Linked DNA regions of Sus scrofa: region 1 is linked to region 2. A link is a contact called in public HiChIP or PLAC-seq data. All regions are on one chromosome and are shown on one strand. Each heading gives the region's core, a stretch centred on a gene start, on an enhancer-like site or on the middle of the called end of the contact. The rest is flanking DNA. Distances are from core to core; before and after follow the strand shown.

Evidence for each region. HiChIP or PLAC-seq counts read pairs in DNA pulled down with a chosen protein or histone mark.
Region 1: an H3K27ac HiChIP or PLAC-seq map of alveolar macrophages shows a contact between it and region 2. The contact joins the enhancer-like site here to the promoter of DNM1L in region 2. A contact is called at or near these places in 5 of 5 promoter capture datasets (fetal liver, fetal skeletal muscle, liver and 1 more), 28 of 47 Hi-C or Micro-C datasets (adipocytes, adipose tissue, alveolar macrophages and 16 more) and 2 of 2 datasets of contacts at active chromatin or transcription factors (alveolar macrophages and skeletal muscle).

What each region holds. Positions count from the first base shown.
Region 1 is chr5:41,842,289-41,844,988 of Sscrofa11.1, reverse strand. The region is part of intron 1 of FGD4 (FYVE, RhoGEF and PH domain-containing protein 4); the gene reads left to right. Among named protein-coding and RNA genes, the nearest start is that of FGD4, 36 kb to the left of the region's middle. Within about 2 kb of position 1,263, at least 7 of the 83 cell types and tissues checked have an H3K27ac peak or open chromatin away from gene starts, as enhancers often do. A contact at or near this core is called in adipose tissue and alveolar macrophages, where this site is marked.
Region 2 is chr5:41,634,682-41,637,381 of Sscrofa11.1, reverse strand. It overlaps DNM1L (dynamin-1-like protein), which reads left to right and starts at 1,324. Exons shown (of 19, transcript XM_021092060.1): 1 at 1,324-1,575. The coding sequence starts at 1,474.

The sequences.
Region 1 (2,700 bases), core at 14-2,513, 210 kb before region 2:
GACTTCAATTTAGAATCTCAGAAAATTCTTCTAGTGGTAACTTTATTTTTAATTCCTCAATTTTCTTGTTTCTAACAATGTATCTTGTGATTCTTTGTATTTTTTCTTCCTTTCTGGGTGAAGTAACAGAGAGTATTAAAGTCCTTTATGAAGGTTCTGGTGATCTAAATACTCTTTGGGGATGCTTTGACCTACTTAAAATGGCTCTTTGTGCTGAGAGCATATTTATCCCCAGGGTAACTCTGCTGCAGAATTGCCCTGTGTGAATGCATTGAAACTTCCCACTTGCAAAGTCTTTTATTACACAAGCACAATGAAGCAGCATGCTTCCAAAAAGAAGTGAGGAAGACTGCATTGTATTTGACTTCCTTGAATTAAGTTTTATTCGTCTCAGTTCTGCAGACTTTTTTAACAATAATATTTTGAACAAGAATTTCACTGTAGTAGTTGCTTGCACGTGTTCATTCTCATTATGTTTGTTGTGTTGAGAAACACCTTTATGCATTTTGTTTAGGACATTATACAGCTAGAGAAAATTAAACTTTATACTTAAAGGTTTTTTTTTTTTTTTTTTTTTTTGTCCTTTTGCCTTTTCTAGGGCCACTTCCCGCGGCATATGGAGGTTCCCGGGCTAAGGGTCTAATCAGAGCTGCAGCCGCCAGCCTACGCCAGAGCCACAGCAATACAGGATCCTAATCGTGTCTGCAACCCACACCACAGCTCACGGCCACGCCAGATCCTTAACCCACTGAGCAAGGCCAGGGATCGAACCTGCAACTTCATGGTTCCTAGTCAGATTCGTTAACCACTGTGCCACGACGGGAACTCCAGAGCTTTTTCTTCTATGTATATGGCTCTCTGCCTAAAATTTACTTTTAAGAGTATAGCAGTGTAGTCCTTTTAGACATTTAAGCTATCAAGAGTTGTGTTTAACTTACTACATACATTTTTAAATGTTTGTACTTATTAATATTTGATTTTTGTGATTGACAGTAGAATATCTTTGTCATTTGCTCTCTTTAGGATTTGCAGTAGATTTCTTTTGTGGTAGATTTTTCCCCTAGCTATTTCAGTTTTTTTAAGTGCAAGTAGATAACTACCTAGAAACTAGAAAGGGTCACTTAAAATAATAAAATTAAGTGGGGCATGTTCCATTTGGTTATTATCAAGATTCAAATTCAAAGATATGTGATGTTTGTTAAGATACTATGATGAATGTAGAGGTGTTTTTATATATGTTGGCCTCTAGGAGGCAGCCTGATCTAGTGTAAAATTTCTGGATACTGAATAAGGAAACTTGGTGTTTTGTCATTTGAAGAACTTTCCTGTATGAAAATATTTGCCCAATGAGTCATAAAGTTACATGATGGGAATGAACGAAATAACAGCTGATGGAGTCTTAAGGTGATTTTTGTGATTATGTGATTTCTCTTTGTGAATACTTAAAAAAGGAGAAGGAATTACAATCATAGCCTAATGATTGAGAAAATAAGGGAAATAATTTTAATGGATGGGTACTTTTCCATTTGCAGATCATAGTTCTCTTGTGTAAGTGTTCTGTGAGCGTTACTGTCATTAACAGTCAGTTCAAGGCTCTCTTATTTCTAGCTGGTGTTTTTGTTAAAGTTCTATGTAAGTGTTGGTTTAAATATAATTTGAATAATTATATTTAAATTAGCAAATGTTATAGCTCTCCTACAGTGATTATTAAAAGCTAACATTGGTTGAAATTTGGGAGGTACGTTATACCAATTGTTCATTGTAATTGGATACTTTTACATGTGATCAAATCAGTGACATGTGACTTGCTGGCTTTGGGAGAACAGGGATTGTGAATGTGTTGTATGAGGACAATGTATGAGCTGTAATCCTTTAGTCTATCTGTTTTCCTTCCTTTTCCTGTTTTCATGGCACCTGAATAATTGCTATTTAATGACTTGGCTGAGAGTATTACAGTAAAAGGATAATGCCCCTTGGTTCGGTTGGAGTTTACACTTTTAGGAAAATTTGTCCTCCTCAAAACTCAAAGGTAGGTTCAGAAGGCAAAGGAACTGGTGGGAGGATTTATTTACAACCTTATTTGTGAAACTGATACTGTTACTGTCATTAATGTAATTTTGGATCTGTTTCAACCAGAGCCTTATAAAGTTTAGTCATGCTCTTTTTTCTTTGAATGTGCTTAATCCAGAGTAGTCAAAAATTATACTGAGAGAATTGATAAATATTCAGAAAAATTAGAGTGCCATATATTCTAAAGAACATACTACTTCTTTTCCCACAAAGAATGGGGCCCTTTAAAATAAAAGTCTCTGTGAACAAATAATCTTGACATTTTCTTGTTTGAATGTTTTCTTGTTTAAATGGTCTGAGACTTCTGCCTTTGTGAGGACACAAAGGTCTTCAGCCAGCTAATGAGCTGGGCTGCTTCTGCTTAAAAAAAAAAAACAAATGAATAAATGTTCGTTGTTTCTACACTGACAGGGTGGTATTTGGGACAAAATGGAAATGGGAGAACATGAACTGGTGTAACCTGAATTCTGTGATGATCAGGCATGTACTTGATGAAGGAATTTAATTATTTGGAAAACTTTGGATTTTAAAAAGTTAACAGGGCTTCTCTTCTCTACTTTTCATGTATTTTACATTATGTCATTAGAAAGCTACTTTTGGGTAAATGTATAATTTCTACCAAAAAAGCAG
Region 2 (2,700 bases), core at 75-2,574:
GGACCTTTAGGTCTTCGCTTAGATGATATTTAATTCATTTGTTCAAAGTATTTATTAAGTACCATGTGTCCTGCTGAACAAATCAAGCATGCCCTTCCCCGGGGCTACCGTGTATGGCTGTGCAGGTTAGGGGTACCTAAAGTTCTATTAACCACTGAAGCACAACTTCCACTACTGGAGGTGGTCCTTGCTCTAAAGGAGATTATATCTAGTGACTTTTAGGAAGTCTTGCATGAACTTTCACTTCCCCTTCGGGCTAGAAAAAGTATTTCATAATACCCAGTTAAAGCACTTAACCTATTTGTCTATAATGGCATCACCCTCTATTAGACTGTAAACTAAGAGGGTACTACGATTGGGAATATCCTGTTTGTCACCTTCCAGGGGCTACGGATGTATCAGTGAATTAAACAGTCAAAAGTCCTTGGTCTTTAGGAGCTAATAATCTAGAGGAGAGAGATAGTAAACAAGGTCAGTATGTAGCATATGTAGCATGTTAGATGGGGATACATGCTATGTAGAAAAATGAAGTGGGCAAGTAGTCTTTCTCCTCACCTACCTTGGGTCTTTGCTCCGATGTCACCTTTTTTTTTTTTTTTTTGAGAGAGGAAACTTCAAAGGTTTACAATAAATGAGAGATACCTGTTTTACAAGAAAAACATTTAGGAATAGAACAGAAGACACTTAGCAAACAGCCAGTAAGGCAGGTATCAGATCTCCACTTTGCTAAGAATCAGGCCACAGTGAATAAAGATTTATACAGAATATAGAGAATGAGAGCTCAGCCCTTCCCCTCTAAAACTCTGACACTTTCAGATTCTTTCTGAATACATTTCAACAAATATCCTGGAGAATCCTTGTGTTCCAACCTGGTCTGGGGTATCTGAGGCTAAGAGCTATTCTTTAAGCCTTTCAAATCCTCCCTCCCCCCAACACACACACACACACACACACACACACACACACACACACACACACACACACACACACACACGAAAAAGCATCCTTATTAGGAAAAGACGTGCTGGATAAACAAGAGACTCAGCTATACTTAGTACGTATTCGTGCCCGGAATTTTCACACCCATTTTGCTCCGAGGACAGGCATAAATATATCTCTTCCTGCCGACTCTCTGAGCCTAGCTCCCTAATCTTTTGACAGAAGTCAGCCAAGCATCCTGGCCCCAAGGGCCCTTCTCTCCCAGCTCAAGTCCCTCCAGCTTCGCGCAGCGTTCTGGAAGTTGTAGGCTCCAGCAGTCCTCCGTGATAGAACTACAACTCCCGGCAGCCTTTGTTTCTCTGCACCGCCCCCTTGGCGCATTGTCTGTCGGGAGGGGGCAGGTAGCTGGCGGGCGGGGTCCAATGGGTGCCGGCTCCGGAGGAGAGGGCGGAGGAGAGGAGGAAGGAGGACTCTGGGCCCCGGCCCCATTCATTGCCGCGGCCGGCCGGGCGGGGGTCCCGTGTTTTCCGAGTCATGGAGGCACTAATTCCTGTTATCAACAAGCTGCAGGACGTCTTCAACACTGTGGGCGCTGACATCATCCAGTTGCCTCAGATCGTAGTGGTGGGAACGCAGGTGAGGGACGAAGGCGGCCTCTGCCCAGGCCAGAACCTGGGGTACGGGCCTGGACGGGGCTGCGGCAGCGCTGGCTCCCAGGCTGGCCTTCGCGGCCTGTGCCGCCGCGCCTGGGCACCCGGGGCTGCAGTGCCCCAGGGCTTGGAGTCCAGGGCCTGGCCGGGAGGCGAGGGGCGGAGCCGGCGCGGCGGGTCCCGCGGGTCTCGGGGGCGGGATGGGGGAGGGACGGACCTGCAGGCGGAACTGGAGTCAGCGGGGACCGGGCGCGGCTTCGCCCGCGGGCCGCTGCTTCCAAGGGCACCTGGGGGACGCGCGGGGCACGCGAGGCCACATTGTGCACGCGGGACCTGGCAGTCCCTTGTGGTTTGGTTTCAGGGCGTTGGGGTATTTCCCTCCCTCAGGGGCTGTGGAGTCAGTTTTGGAACCGCGGGGCCCGGACCGAGAAGGCCGTTTGTGTGGCACCTGAGTGTTTTCTTGCAGTGTAATTCAGGTTTCCAGAAGCAGTTAAAAACAAACAAACAGAAAGACCCAAACCAACTTGTACTTGGAGTTTGTGGGTATTAGGAAGGGTTATCCCGTTTTTCTGCGTAGGCTGTGTGGTTTTTGTCTTCCATCTAAATTGAGCATCAAGGTTCTCTGGTCTTTTGATGTTGTTTTTCTTATAGATAGCACATTTTTACATGCAGAAATGTTGAGGAAATAAATGCTATTTCTAGAATGCCAGAGAAGTGTATGTTTCATTTTCTCTGCCTCCTGCTTTTCTTGGTTGAAGAGAAATCAACTATAGGCCGTTTTTATTGGGGAAACGCATTTTAAGAGCTTACTGTATTAAGTGCTTTCATTTTTTAATGATTTTTCTATTGGGAAGGGGACAGTTTCCTCTCTTTCTAGGAGGTGCATCGCTACATCTTGCTACAATTTAAAAATATACAGTATACATATTTTGAGAGGAAATTTAATGTTCAAAATATAATGGGGTATGTCCAGACACTGGAAACCTTGGAAACCATAGCCATCCTTTGTAAGGTGGCTGTGTGTGGGGGGTTTTTAGGTAGTTAAATAGTAGAAATTATTTCAGGAACAAATTTACTTCGTTGACATTCTGCTGAATCCTGCCTACACATT